Regions from separate parts of the Sus scrofa genome. Here all the other regions are linked to region 1. The links are chromatin contacts, called in public Hi-C and HiChIP or PLAC-seq maps. All regions are on one chromosome and are shown on one strand. The core of a region is the stretch at or near the end of the contact, and the rest is flanking DNA. Distances in the headings are between cores, read along the strand shown.

Region 1 (4,914 bases), core at 1,706-4,205:
ATAACTAACAAGCTGAAGTTCAGGGAGCTGACCTTTTACCTCACTGTCCTCGGAGCCGTGTCTGGGGTCGGGTAGAGGAGGACAATCTGCCCACAGACCTGTGCAGCCCTCGTGTGTCTCGGCAACAGCTTAGGTGTGAAGGCTGCCTTCCAGGTTTCTCTATGCTACTGCTCGGTGTTAACACTACCCAGGAAGCCCATTTAAGCACAGACGGATCCCTGCTCTGCTTTTGCTCACACTGTTCTTTGCAGCCACCTCGTATAGGGTACCTTTCTTCATCCAACAAAGGCTTGTAGGCACCTCTCTCTATAGGCTCTGCACATGACCCTTGGGGAAGAGAAGACGGCAGGGTCACAGCCTTCAGGAGCTCACAATCAACTGACGCTAGGAGCTTTTTACAGTTTATAACTAATGTCCCATGCTGGCTTTGTTGGACACTAACCTGGGTTCATAGTTCCCATTTTGCAGATAAGGAGATGGAGGCTCAGAAGGTTACAAAGAGGTTCCCAAGTCCCCTGCCCTGTGACTTGTGTTTTGTAGTCTAAGGTGTTTAAGTGATGCCAAAAATGAATGCACAAGATGCTGATTCCGAAAAGAAATGGACAAGGGAGGTGCCGTCTTTGCGAAGTGTCCCCGAATTAAGACTCAGTGGGTCCACAGATTTTTTTTTTTTTGCTTTTTAGGGCTGCACCCATGGCATATGGAGGTTCCCAGGCTAGGGGTCTAATTGGAGCTATACCTTCTGGCCTACATCACAGCCACAGCAACGCCAGATCCGAGCCTCTTCTGCGACCTATACTAGAAACTAAGCCCATTGAGCAAGGCCAGAGATTGAACCCGCAACCATGTGGTTCCTAGACGGATTCATTTCCGCAGCACCGCAATGGGAACTTTGGGTCCACAGATTCTTAACTGCCCCTCCTTGGGCCTCACCAGGCTCATTTTGGCCTGGGTGGGCCCCACTCAGGCTCAGAGAAGTTGGAGAGAACACCGGCCAGCTGATCGCACAACCTAAGACTCCCAGACCCTAAATAGAGAACACTGCCCTCCTCCCTCCCCATCCCCAGTACCAGGGTGGAGGCCAGGGAATGGGTGTCTTGGAGGGGAGGGCAGTGTTAGTGAGGAGCAAGTGTGAGAAAGAACTGGAATTCCCGTTGTGGCTCAGTGGTTAACAAATCTGACTAGGAACCATGAGGTTGCAGGTTCGATCCCTGGCCTTGCTCAGTGGGTTAAGGATCAGGCATTGCTGTGAGCTATGATGTAGGTCGCAGATGCAGCTCGGATCTGGCTCTGGCTTAGGCCAGCAGCTTCAGCTCCGATTAGACCCCTAGACTTGGAATCTTCATATGCCATGGGTGAGGCCCTAGAAAAGACAAAAAGACAAAAAAAAAAAAAAAAAAAAAAAAAAAAAAGTGAGGAAGAACAGCCTGTGAGCTGAAGCTTGGCCATGACTCCAAGTCATCAGCTTACAAATGCATTTTCTTGATCCCAGCCTGCTATGTGACTTTGGGAAAGCCTCAATTTTCTCTGAGCCTCTGCTCCCCAGCTCCTTCTCCAAACTCAATTTCTAAGGGCCCTTCATATCTCAACTAATTAATACCCTCTCTGCTGCCCCAGGTGACCTTCACTTCCTCTTCCTCTCCGCAGCACCCAGCCCCTCCTGCTCAGCTCCAGCAGCTCTAGATGCTTCCTTATTCTTGGAACCTGCAGCCTCAGGCCTGCTCTGCCCTCTGACTCAGGCGGCCCTGACCTTTGGGATCTGAGCAGATGGCCTGGGTGGTTTTGCTCCGTGAACTTGTTCTGACCTTTGGCATGTCCACCTGTTCCTTTCCTCCTTCACTGCATACACCTGCCCCCAGTCCTTGGGCAGCCCAAGAAATGCAAGGAACTAGGTTTTTCAGAGAAGGTAACAGCACCCAGCAGCTTCTCGGTGATGGCCACCAAGATGGCCTGGAGAAGGCAAATGGAGACAGCTCTTCCATCCCTCCAGCCCCTCTCTTGGTAACACACCGTTCCTGCCTGGGAGTGCTCAACCCAACCCACCTATGTGGCTACATGGAGCTTAGTCCAGTCTTACTGAGGGAGATTTGTCAAAAATGTTCAGAGATACCCACTGAGGCCACTTGGCAAAACTTCCAGCATCCTCCTTCCTGGCTCACTTCAGGGATGGGGAAATCACCCCCTCCTCATCAGGTATGGTGCCCTAACAAGCTTTGAGATATTTTTCTGGAATTTGCCCTCTCTGCTGTATTGCGGTGAGGGAACAGACTAAGGAGACCTTCTCCGGCTCCCTAATGCAACTGTACTGGCCAAGAGAGCCAGATATTTTATTTTAGCTATTTTAGGGCCGCACTGGTGGCATATGGAAGTTCCCAGGCTAGGGGTCAAATGGGAGCAGGAGCTACGGCTACAGGCCCACGCCACAGCCACAGCAACGCCAGATCCAAGCAGATTCTGCGACCTACACCACAGCTCAAGGCAACACCAGATCCTTAACCCACTGAGTGAGGCCGGGAATTGAAGCCGCACCTTCAGGGATCCTAGTCGGGTTCGTTACCTGCTGAGACGGGTCGGGAACTCTGAGAGCCAGTTATTTTAATATAACCTCTTCTAAATCTTAGGACACAATGAGATAATCCCAGTTTGACTAAAATAAGGAAACTGAAGCTCAACGAGGTCAAGCGGCGGGCACAAGGTCACAGAGCTAGAAAAGTGGCGATGAATGAATGATCTGAGTGACTGAATGAAGACGTGTGACGGGCGCGTGGGGCGATGGTTCGCGGAGTGTGCTGGGTTCAGACAGTGCACAGCGCCCGCGGCCGGGGCCTCGGAGGGTTGGCCGACGCAGGCCCTCCACACCCCCAGGGCCCGGGGGAGCGCAGGCTCCCAGAGGCACGGCCGGGCTCTGCCCCCACCGCGCGGGCCGCCCCGCCCCCGCCCCGCCCCCAGCCCGCCCCGCCCGGGACCGCAGACGGCGCCCGGCGGCGGCGCGAACGGCAGCTCGGAGGGTGGCTCCGGGCTCGGTGCTCGCCGCGACTTCCCGCGCAGGGCCGAGCTGGACAAGGACCCTCCGCCTCGCTGGCGCTGGAGAATGCGGCCGCGGTCCCAGGCAGCAGCAGCGGGAAGCCCAGCACTGTGCAGGTAGGAGCTCGCCCACTCGGCGGGCGCGGAAACTTGGGCCGAGTTTGCGGGCGGCGCGTGGGGAAGGGGCGGGTGGCGCTGCCCCAGGGCGCCCCTACCGGCCGGCCCGGGGATGGAGCGCGCTGGGCCTGGGCCGAAGTGGCGTGGCTCCTGGCGGCCTCGGACCCTCGGCGGGAGCGCTGCCGGGCAGGGGTCGCGCCGCTGCTCCGACTTTCCCCGGAGTTCGAGGCCCCTGGAGCAGGTAGCGTCGTGGAGCTCCGGCGGGGCCCTAGCGCCTGATCTAGTGCGGGGCTGGCTAAGTGAAGCTCAGGCCGAGCCCCCGGGCCTCCTGCGGGGCCCGGCTCACGTGGACTACGCGGGCGGAGAGGAGAGGCCGGCGGGGGGCTGGCCTGGGGGGCCGCAGGCACTAAGGCTCCGCGGGGCTCTGGACGCGCCCTGCTGGGACGCGACGGCCCTGCGGTTTCCTCGCTACGGCTTGACTCACTCTCTGGCCGCAGCCCAGGCTGGCGAGATCGCCCCGAGGCGGTGGCTGCCCGGTCTCTGCAGCCAGGCCGCCCCCCTGCCCCGATCCTCTCACCAGTCTTTGGGTGTCGGTCCGTGGGGCCCGGTGCGCTGTCCTGCCTGCGTGCACACGTGTGCGGGGGCCCGAGTGAGGGGAGAACGCAGTTCTGGCGGGCCGTTTGTGCAGATATGGATCAGGCACGTACTTGCAGGCACGGGTTTGCATGGGTGGCGGAGGCCTGTGTGTCGTCCTCCTGGGGTGCACGTGCGCCCCAGCGCCGCCAGGCAGGGCATGAGGACACCCGGAAGCTGGCGGGGTCGGGTGCAGCGGTAGCCCCAAAGCCAGGTCGGCTGAGGGCCCCAGGCACAGAGTTATGGGCCAGGCAGGTAGAGGAAAGGGGCTGGAGCCCATCCCACGACCCTTCCCCCTCCCCTGGAGCCTGGGCTGCCCCTAGGTACGGTTGGAGCGGTGGCAGGGCCCAGAGCCTCAGCTGCGGGGAGGTGTAAGAACATGGAAAGGGGGCCTAGTTCAGCCTGCTAAGAGAGTCCAGGCGCTGGCCACAGCTGGGCAAGATCCCTCTCTTCTTCCTGCTTTTGCCCGATGTCCTCCTGGAGACCCCTTAAAAGGTGGAAGAGGCAATGGGGCCACAGAACTGTTTACTCCCCCTGCTGCTTAGGGCAGGGATGGCACAGCTTTGGTGGGGTCTTCTGGACCCTGCCAGAGGTTGGTCCTCCCAGACCAGCTCTAACCTCAACCAGCAAGTAGCTCAGTGGCCGAAAGTGTGATGTGACCCCTGCTCCCTGGGGTCCTGCCCTTCCCCAAACAATTGCTTGCCTTTTTGTGTATGCATCAGTGTCAGGGAAGGAGGCCCCTACACTTTGGCTACCTTCTTGAACCTGGAGGGGCCTTGCTTGAGGGCATATATACTGGGCTCTCCATCCCCTACTGGCATAGTCCATACCCTTCATAGTCCTCTGCTGTCTCCCTAGAGCCCCTGTCTCTCCTCCAAAGACTCTCGAGGGTCCCAAATGGCCTCACCTTTATTGATTGGGTCCCAAGGGGGTGTCTCAGGAAGTCTCCCGGGCAAAGGGCACGCAATGGGCAGAGCCCAGAAGAGAAGGGGGTGGGTATGGAGCAGGCCCCAAGGAGTATGCAGAGGAGGTGAGACTAGAGCCAGCACTTAATTAATCCAGAGGCCCCCAAGGGCAGGGGGGCTCAGCACCTCCAAAACCATACAACCTCTGCAAAGTTGCTGTGCAGTGTGAGGCAGG
Region 2 (4,914 bases), core at 1,301-3,800, 230 kb before region 1:
CTAACACTGCTTTTTGGCATTCAGTCAAGCAGTCTATTACCTGACAATAAAATGCTAACATATTCAGAAAAATTAAAGGAGCTTATTAATTCCCTTGGTTTAAATTTAGTTAAATCAGATAGTTTTCCATTCAATAACTCTCAGATATGGCTCAAAGAATGGACATTTTGGTAGTGGTATATCTAAGAGCAACGGATAGAGGTGAACAATGTAGGGTGTCCATGAACAAGCCCAAAGGCAGGGCTACGGAGGTACAAGACCTAAGAGCAGTCATGAATCTTGGGGCCCAAAGGCTGTAAATCTATAAATGTGGGAGTGGTGCAGAAAAAAATATCAGAAGGTAATAAAAAGTGCCTACTTAAAGGCACTGCAACAAGAAAGGGAAAGTGAAAACAACTCCCATCTTTCCAAAACTATCAGGATAAGGATTAGGAGCCAGGATTGCATAACTTTTAAGGGTTGACTAGAGAATCTAACCATTATTCAAAATATTTCATTATTTAATCCCGCAGTTACTGGAAAACAATTCTGTTAGAAGCTGAAGATTTCTTGGAGCAAATACGGAATTTAAGTTTTTTATCTAAAGCAAACTTGAAGCCCTCCATCCAGGTTAACCCCCTCAGAGCTCTCAAGTATATTCTCATTTGCCCTTGGATAGCTTCATCCAAAAATCTTAATCTTTTTAACTTTCAATTGCATAAAACCTCTTCAGTCTCAAACTGGTAACAAACCTCACCTATAATATGCAAAAATGAAAAGCACTATAATAAAGCAAGTATGTCTTAAGCATTTGTACCTGGAAAGGGGTAAGAGTTTATATTATCTCATTTAAATTTCACAACTACTAAATATTATCCTGGTTTTAGAGATGAGGGAACTGAGTCTTAAGGTTTAACTAATACCTCCAAGGTCACACCGCTAGAAAGCAGTTGACATGAATATAACCAATACTGCCTCCTTGTGGCAAATATTTAGGTCTATGGGACAATACCTAAAATAAAGCTTTTTGTTAGGGAATTATACTAAAGAGGGTGCGGAGAATGCCTAGCAGATAAACCAGTAGTCCAAATTTACTGGAGAAAGAACTGCCTTAAATCTAGAGTTTGCAGAAAGCCTGCCACTTCCTCAACCTGCCACAAAATGTAACAATTCTTTTCAAGAGGTCAAGAACACCTCCCCCAAATGTATCCACATGAACAAAACCGAAGCAAAACATAACTCCTTAGGTTCTGAAGCGCTAGTTAAATAGTCAAAAGAACAACACTATTAGTTTTGAGTTTGAGTGCATGTTTAAATTTTATAACGTTAGCATATGCTACCGTCACGCACCAAGATCAAAGCGCAGTTACAAGAAATGGGCACAACACTGTGAGCCAACTATATTCCAATAAATTTTTTAAAGTGCATTTACAATAATTAAAAGTTCAGTGCTGGACACAAAGTCTCCTGGAACACATATTAAGCAGAAGGCAAAATAAGAGACAGAAATCAGCAGAACATCTCATACTCCAGCAACCAGACTTCTAGCCGGAAGCACAAATAAAAAATAAAACTTCTCCAAGTTTGTAGGACCCAGGACTCCTGGGTCTGTGGTACCCCGTTTTCCAAACAGTAATATTCTTATCCTAAGACCTATCAAGTCAGGCTCTCTTCCAGACCTCAGGAAACAACCACATACACTGATCTAATGTAAAGATGGAAGAATTAAAACATGGCACAACAGTGTCTAAAAATAAAAGAACGGCTGGAGAAAGTGACACACAAAACGGTAACGAGAAATGCCTGATGAAAAGACTACACTGTGTCCCAGTCACGGAAGTATAAAGTGTTCTCGGAAGAGGCTGCGGGCGGCGGTGCCAGGGTCCCCGGAGGGGCCACTCCCGCCTTCTACCCTGAGCTCAATGTCACCTTCGCGGAAGCGCTGCAGGCCGGCGGTAGCCACTCCCAGTCAGTGGCCGCAGGATCAACGCCAGGGCACGGTCATGGCCCGGGGACCGAAGAGGTCCAGTGGGCGCGGGAGGTGCACCCACAGCAGGTCCACGCTCGACCGGTCCGCGGTGCCCGCACCAGGAAGTCGCGCCAAGGGAGGACCCCGGGACGCGCCCTCGAGTCCTCCACAACTCGGCGGCGGCGGGAATGGCTAGCGGTCCTCAGGTTCGGCCGTCGGCCCGCAGGGCAGGGGCTAGGCCTCTGGGCGAGCCTGCCCTCGCATGGCGGCGGGGGCCCAGGTCACCACAAGGACACGCGGGCGCGGACAGTGGCAGGCGGGAGCCTTACCGGCGGCGGGGCCGGGGGTCGGAGTGGGGTGCAGAAGGCCTCGAGGGCTGGCCCGGGCGACTGCGGCTGCTGCTACGGAGCAGCGGCGAACAGCGGCGCCTAGCATGACGGCGATGGCGGCGCGCAGGTTAACGCTAAGGCAAAGCCGGGTGTGAGCTCAAGGGCCGCTTCGAAGCTCGTGGGGGCCGAACTCACGCACCGACGCAGGGCGGGCGGAGCGTGGAGGCCCTCCCACTGCGGCGCTCGCGCCTAGGCGGAAAGGGGCCACACGCGGCCGCAGGCGGCCTACGGCGGCGCGTTCAGGACAAACCATTTCGGCGCCGCGCCCCGCCCCGCCGCCCGGGTCTGGGCGTGGACCAGATCTGCTATTGTGGAGCTAGGATGGTAGGATGGCAGAGGACAGCAGTGGACAGGCTCGAGAGGCGACTCCAGCACCTCAAAATGGGAACGATAACAATAATAACGACAAATTATAATAAAAATATCTTTTTTGTTTACCACCTGGTGTGAGCCTACAATAAGAGAACAAGTGGGGGCAAAACAACTGCTTGTGTATAAGATCTTATTAGCAACTAATCTTTTTTTTTTTTTTTTGCTTTTTAGGGCCGCACCTGCAACATAATGGAAGTTTCCAGGCTAAGGGTGGAATTGGAGCTGTAGCCGCCAGCCTATGCTGCAGCCATAGCAACGCCAGATCCTAGCGGCGTCTGCAACCTACACCATGGCTCACCGCAACGCCGGATCCTTAACCCACTGAGTGAGGCCAGGGATGGAACCCTCAACCTCATGGTTACTAGTCGGATTATTTTCCCCTGCGCCATAACAGGGATCAACAGCAATATTCCTGTATAACAAATCCGCAAGCATTAGGAAATGAGTGGAGGAGCTCCCGCTGGGGCGCCACAGGCGGGATTGGCCGTGTCTTGGGAGCTCTGAGACCAGGGTTCCATCCCCTGCCACGCATAGTGGGTTAAGGACCCGGTGTTGCCGCAGCTACGACTTGAGTGGCGATTACCTTGGAATCTGTTCCCTGGCCCAGGATCTCCATATGCCACGGGGCGGCCAAAAATTGGAAAAAAAATATGAGTGCAATCACTTTACAGAGAAGGAAACAGCCTCAGAAATTAGATTTCTTGCAGGCAATTGACTCTCTTTTCACCAAATCCCCAGTTCCAGGACTCACCTGGATGTTTCTGGGGAAACCACCACTTCCAGTCCCTACAGGAAGGGGTCGATTAAATCCCAAGACTCTTAATATCAAATCTGGCCTCAGTAACTGCATTCTGATTTTGAGCTCCTGGGCAGTGGGCCTGCTTGCCCCAGGCCTGAATTATCTCGCAGCCACCAAGAGTTAAGTAGTAAAGATTCTTGACTTGTAATCACTCATTCTCTATCCCTGGACCCACTGAAGAAAGAAAAGATGGATATTCAGCTCCTCTTCCTCACTCCAGGCTCTGTCTCCAGAAAATCAGTGTTGATCTCTTTTTCTTCCCTAGCAGTGTGGCCTTAGGAGGTATGAATCTGGCTGGGAAACGGATAAAAAAGCTTTTCTCAAAGCACCTGTCCTCTGAGAGTTCCCTTGCAGCATAGTGGGTTAAGGAGCTGGATGTTATCACTGCAGTGGTTTGAGTCACTGCTATGGTGAGGGTTCAGTCCTTGGTCCAGGAACTTACATATGCCCCTGGTTGTGGCCAAAAGTAAAAACAAACAAACAAAAAAACCCCAAAGCACCTGTCCCCATTTTCCCCCACCAACTTAACCAAACAACACCAGGGGAAGTTTTGCCTCTTTGAGTTTAATTAATATTCTCCAAATATCTTAAGAGCTGGAAGCTCAGGACAAGGTCAGCGTTCCCATACTTAAGAAAGCACTGTAGTTCTCTTGCGGCACGTGGCATTAAGGATCCACATCTTCACTGCAGCAACCTGCATCGCTGCTGTGGTACAGGCATCTCTGGTCTGGGAACTTCCACACTCCATCTGGTCTTTGCTCTTAGTCTCTCCACTTTGCTACAGTACCTTAGATTGAGAACTGGAGTGTGGTATGTTTTGGTTGTTGTTTTCAAAAACAATCATGACTGTAGTGGAGTTCCCGCTGTGGTGCAGTGGATGAAGAATCTGGTGTTGTCTCTGCAGAGGTACGGGTTTAATCTGCTACCCAGAGAAGTGGGTTAAAGATCCTGCTTTGCTGCAGCTGTGGCAGTTGTTGTAGCTGCAGTTCAGATTGGATCCCTGGCCTGGGACTCCCATATGCCACAGGTGTGGCTGAAAAAGAAAAAAAAATGAGTGTAATTTATTATGTACCACTGCATGCTATAAATTATTTATTATCTCATCTAAGCCTCATAACAATGTTGTGAGATAAGAATTTATCCCTATTTTAAAGATGAAGAAATAGGCTCAAAGGATATTTGCCTAAGAATCACATAGCTAATAAATAGTAGTGCTTAGAGCCCAGGTTTGTCTGACTCTAGAAATTGTTTTCTTTCCCTACCACCCCTAAAGGTAGGCTTTGCTGGCTTCTCAGTGAACTCTGAACCACTTGTTACCTTGAGGGCAGTTCTTAGCCCTCATCACTTGTATTAGTTTTCTATTGCTGCCTAACAATTTACCACAAACTAAGCAACTTAAAACAATA
Region 3 (4,914 bases), core at 1,694-4,193, 140 kb before region 1:
GTTTGTTTCCTCAGGCCTGGTTTCTCTCAGGCTCTTGGCTCCACAGCCGGTGCTCACCAGCTTAGCTGTGAGAGGGGTTGCTCAGGTGGTCTCCTTCTCCTTCCTGACTTAGTGTACCTGCTCTGGGTTGGCCCTCCCCCCACCCCCATTTCTCCCTCCACACTGAGGGGGTGGCCAGCCTGGTGACCCCACTTCCTTCCCCTGCCAGATGTGGAAGTGCCGATCCGATCCAGTTCTCCACATTGACCTGCGGAGATGGGCAGACCTCATGCTGGTGGCTCCTCTTGATGCCAACACTCTGGGGAAGGTGGCCAGTGGCATCTGTGACAACTTGCTTGTGAGTGACTCCCTGGGCATGCCTCCCTCCCTGGACCTCACTCCCAGTTTGCTGAGCGCAGACTGCCGCTGTGCAGGGTTCTCAGCTTGGAATCATTTACAGTGGACCAGTTGGCTCAGGACACAGTTTTCTGGGCCACCCCGCCCCCCCATCTGGTCTCACCTGCTCTCCTGCAAGTGGCAGAAGGCCAGGTCTTGGCAGGTTGCCCTCTGAGGGTGTCCACCTCTCCCCTGCCCCTCGACACTCAGGTCCTTTCTCTTTGTCTCTAGTTCCTGGGCTGCCCTTGACATGCTTCTCCGCTGGCCTCCCTGCCCAGCCCTGTCGCCTGCCCCTCTCGGCTCTGCCTTCTCACCAGGATCTGGGTATCCACATGGGCAATCTGATAAGCGTGCTCACTTCCTCATGGATCTCACACACTTATCTCTCCTATAGCTTTAGCCGCTAGGCTGAGCTGTGGTTTCCTGTATGTACGGAAAGCTTAAAGAGGAAGAGAGAGAAAGGGTGAGAGGCTTGGGCTGAAGGAGAGGAACAGGAGTCCAGCTGTCCAGAGTGTGGATTGGCTTAGGCGTGAGGGACCTCCCGGGAGTTGCTGTCCTTAAAGAGCCTTTGTCCACATGAACATCCAGGGGAGGCTGGGTGCCATCCCCTCCCTCTCCTTCCTCCCTGTCCCCCATCACCCCTTCCTTCATTCCGAGAGCTCTTACCGACCATGTACCAGGCCCCATGTGGAGGGACACAGGGAGCTCACAGTCTGGAAGGAAAGGGTTTTGGGGTCTGCTCTGGTATGTGGTACAGTGACACACCTGCACAGTGTGTGGACACTGGAGTCACACCTTACACAGTGCTGGGTGTGTAGTCGGCATTCAATAAATACTTATGGTATGTATGACGTAATTAGTAATTTGACTTTGGCTAACAGCCAGGAGGTTTTCAGAGTTGAATATGATGAAAAAGTGACTAACGGAGCTGGTTTTGAGGAGTCAGATAGGAGGTTTGTCTCCTCATATGCTTGCTGATGGGTGTTTAAGGCACTTCTTGAAGAGCTGCTGGTGATTTAAGCATCATTGAGCACAGGTGATCAGAAAAAGAGCAACACACAGATCGTGTTGTAGGGCAGGGGCAAAGGAGCACAGAGGAGAGCGAGCCTAGGGGCAATGTTGTCAAGAAGCCTTCCCAGTGGGGCTGGTGCCAGGCTGGCAGGGCGGCTGGAGCAGGTCAGGCTCCCGGCCACTTTCATCTTCTTGGCTGAGTGTTGTGTGTAGCCAGCACCGTCTCACCAGATCTCCAGGCTTCCCACCGGCTGGCGAGCAGCCAGCTGATGTGACAAAGCACACTGACCTCCAGGAGCTAAGCCCCGGTCTGGCCAACTTTGTGAGGTCTCCTTCCTTCCTTCTGAAAGCTGTTTTCCTCTTTTCTTCAAAGCTCACCACTCCCTGAAATCTTTAGGGTTTCCCTCCTACTGAGTTGGCTGCGCAATGGATCATGTTCTCAAGATGAGCCCCGAGGCCCTTGGCCTCAAAGGTTGCATTTGAAGGCACAAATACTTCAAAGAACTGAAGAGCTTTTTTTTTTTTTTTTTTTTTTTTTTTGGCTTTTTAGTGCTGCACCCGCAGCATATGGAAGTTCCTAGGCTAAGGGTCGAATAGGAGCTGTAGCTGCTGGCCTATGCCATAACCGCAGCCACAGCAATGTGGGGTCCAAGCCACATCTGCTACCTACACCACAGCTCACAGCAACGCTGGATCCTTAACCCACTGAGCGAGGCCAGAAATCGAACCTGCGCCCTCATGGATGCTAGTCAGATTCGTTTCTGCTGAGACACGACGGGAACTCCAAAGAACTTCAAGTCTTATAAAGTTTAAACTATTGCCATCATGATCTGTGGCTCTGTCTTCTCTCAGAAGATATTTTTTCCTTATATAACCCCCAAAGACACTTGCCCTGCTTCCTCCCTCCTTCAGGTCTTCTTCCTTTCCAGTATCCAGAACTTGGGGTGCTATCAGGGCAGCGTGCTAGGCATGAACCTGTGCTCCCAATCTCTGGGCCCTGGGCCTGGGTGAGGTGCATCTGTCCTCTGGCCCTTCTTTGTTCTCAGTAATGCAGCAGATCCAGAAAGAGAAGGTGACTTTCCTGGGTCACCAGTCCAGCTGGGAGCTGGTCTTCTGACACGGATCCAGGGCTTCTCTTCACCCAAGTGGATTCCCAGGGGCAGAGCCTGAGGTGCTGCACACAACATTGGCCAAACAAGTGACTGTGGGAACTGATGCCTCCTTTCAGCCCTCCTACTGCTGGAAGGTTTGGAGGAGCTGTGGTTTGTCCAGGAAACGCTGAGCTTTGAGATGGGGTGGGAAAAGCTAGAGAGGTGGGGGGGCATGGAGATGTTGGGTTTGTGCTCTGGCTGGTGTGTTTTGCTTTGAGCGCCTTTAGAAACCCCAGCCCTGCCTCTGCCTCCCACACAGTCAAGGGGCTCTTCTAGGGATGCTCATGACTTCCACAGAAGCAGCAGGTGGCACGTGGCCAAGAGGAAGTGTGGACTGAAACTGTCCACTCATAGCCTGGTTGCCTCATTACGAGGACTGGGTGGGAAACAAACACTGGTGTCTGGGACGACGCAAGCAGCCAGATCCTGAGGCTGTGTGCTGTCCCACTTCCTTCCTGTCCTAGGAGAGGGCAAGGGCACTGAGAAGGACAGGCATTTTCTCTGGCCTGTTTGTGGCATTGTTGTCTGGACTCCCCCTCTTTTCCCAGACAGGATCCACTTCAGGGAAAGGGTGTGTCAGCCGCTATCTCCCTAAAGGGTCCACAGCCCAGGCAGAGGCACCTGGAGCAGTCAGAGCCCAGGGGAGCACATTCCTAGGGGACTCAGAGCTTATTTCTCCCCGAGACACCCCTATCCTTGTTATAATAACAGGAGCTACTATTTCTGGAGGCCATACTTTGTGCCAGGCCTTGTGCGAAGAGCTTTATAAGTGAGCACACACCCTCTGTCCTCATGACTGCTCGGTGAGGGGGCTTTTGCAGAGAGGAAGCTGAGACTCCTGGCGTGAAGGAACAAGTGTTCAAGTTCTCATGGCTAGTGACAGCAGATAGCGCAGCAAGATTTGAACCCAGGTCCACGTGATTGCAAAGCTCACGGCACTGAGGACTCTGTGAGCTGCTTCTGTCTGCAAGGGCCGGCTCTGGGGAAGACATTGCTTGGGCACAGGGAGCCTTGTTTGCACAGGAGGAGAGGTCTGCTTAGAAGTGGCTGGGTCATTGCCAGAGTTGGTAGAGCATCTCCTGTGTGTAGCCTGTGGGGAGGTGAGAGGACCAGGGGACATGGCCCCACCCCGAGGCTGAGACAGCTCCACAGACAGCAAACTGAGCCCACAGTCCCCCCACCCCCCTCTTCACAGACCTGTGTCATCCGGGCCTGGGACCGCAGCAAGCCCCTGCTCTTCTGCCCAGCAATGAACACTGCCATGTGGGAGCACCCCCTCACTGAGCAGCAGGTGTGCCAGCTCAAGGCCTTCGGCTATGTCGAGATCCCCTGTGTGGCCAAGAAGCTGGTCTGTGGAGACCAAGGTGGGTGTCTGGCCAGGCTCACAGCTCATTCCTACGGCCTGGGGCTGGGGCAGGGCTCAGCTTCAGATCCTAGTCTGCTGTGACCTCAGGTAAAACCCTTCTCCTTTGAGCTCGGCTTTCTCATCTGGGAAATGGAAATGGAAATTCTTCCTTGTCAGAGTTGTTAGGATTAAATGAGACAGTAAAATGCCTCGCATCTTCCCTGACATGCAGCCCACATAGTTCAGATGGCTACTGTAACCATTCCTGGGACTGTCCGGAGGGTTTCGTGGGAGGGACTGGATGGGTCTGGCTCAGCCCTGGTCCTGCCCTTCCCAGGCCTCGGGCTCTGGGTGGGGCACTGGGGAGCACTGGGTGGGGTGGGTGGGGAATGGTCCCCTGCCTCAGTCTGCAGGGTCACAGTAGAGCTCTGCTCCCCAGGTCTGGGGGCCATGGCTGAGGTGGGCACCATTGTGGACAAAGTGAAAGAAGTCCTCTTCCAGCACGGTGGCTTCCAGCAGAGTTGAACCCGGGATTCCGTCACACATGTCCCTCCGCACTCAGCATGTTTTCAGGCCAAGTTGGTGAAGAAGGTGGCCTTTGACAAAATGGGGTGAAGACTCCCTGCATTTGCTGAACAGGGATCTGACCTGACCCAGGTTAAACTAAACCAAAGGCCCAGGTCCCAACTTCTTTCAACCAGGAGCCACCTGCTTTCTGGAGTTCTTCTCCAGCTTTTCCTGGGATGGGCGCAGCAAGTCCGAGGAGCAAGCTGCGGTATTGTGCCTGTGCTTCGGGAAGGGGACTTAGGAGTGACTGAGAAATCTTGATCCTCCATGGCGCCCAGGAACTGCTTTTAGAAAGAGCCACGGCTGGTGATCCCCAGGCCTTTGGAGCTTCAGCTCTTTGGTGGGTACAGGGAAGCCTATGAATTGGCGGGACCATGCTGTGAGAGGAGTACTGAGAATAAAGAAAAGTGACTTTTGGGGAGACTCCGTTCTTCCTTTATGACTCCATCCTTCCTTTACAGCCTG

The links. Hi-C and Micro-C count contacts between places; a contact is called where the count stands out from the background. HiChIP or PLAC-seq counts read pairs in DNA pulled down with a chosen protein or histone mark.
Region 2: a contact with region 1 is called in a Hi-C map of liver, with 4 times the contacts expected there. The contact joins the promoter of LOC100156967 here to the promoter of C7H15orf39 in region 1. A contact is called at or near these places in 1 of 47 Hi-C or Micro-C datasets (liver) and 1 of 2 datasets of contacts at active chromatin or transcription factors (alveolar macrophages).
Region 3: an H3K27ac HiChIP or PLAC-seq map of alveolar macrophages shows a contact between it and region 1. The contact joins the enhancer-like site here to the promoter of C7H15orf39 in region 1. A contact is called at or near these places in 1 of 5 promoter capture datasets (fetal liver), 20 of 47 Hi-C or Micro-C datasets (adipocytes, alveolar macrophages, blood and 9 more) and 2 of 2 datasets of contacts at active chromatin or transcription factors (alveolar macrophages and skeletal muscle).

The regions. Positions count from the first base shown.
Region 1 is chr7:58,388,158-58,393,071 of Sscrofa11.1, reverse strand. It overlaps C7H15orf39, which reads left to right and starts at 2,955. Exons shown (of 3, transcript XM_021099036.1): 1 at 2,955-3,141.
Region 2 is chr7:58,620,605-58,625,518 of Sscrofa11.1, reverse strand. LOC100156967 (cytochrome c oxidase subunit 5A, mitochondrial) reads right to left here and starts at 2,550. Exons shown (of 5, transcript XM_005666147.2): 1 at 2,278-2,550. The coding sequence starts at 2,383.
Region 3 is chr7:58,525,465-58,530,378 of Sscrofa11.1, reverse strand. PPCDC (phosphopantothenoylcysteine decarboxylase) reads left to right here. Exons shown (of 6, transcript NM_001243368.1): 4 at 209-337; 5 at 3,733-3,901; 6 at 4,322-4,872. The coding sequence ends at 4,407. Among named protein-coding and RNA genes, the nearest start is that of PPCDC, 21 kb to the left of the region's middle. Within about 2 kb of position 2,943, at least 27 of the 83 cell types and tissues checked have an H3K27ac peak or open chromatin away from gene starts, as enhancers often do. A contact at or near this core is called in alveolar macrophages, fetal liver, liver and 1 more, where this site is marked.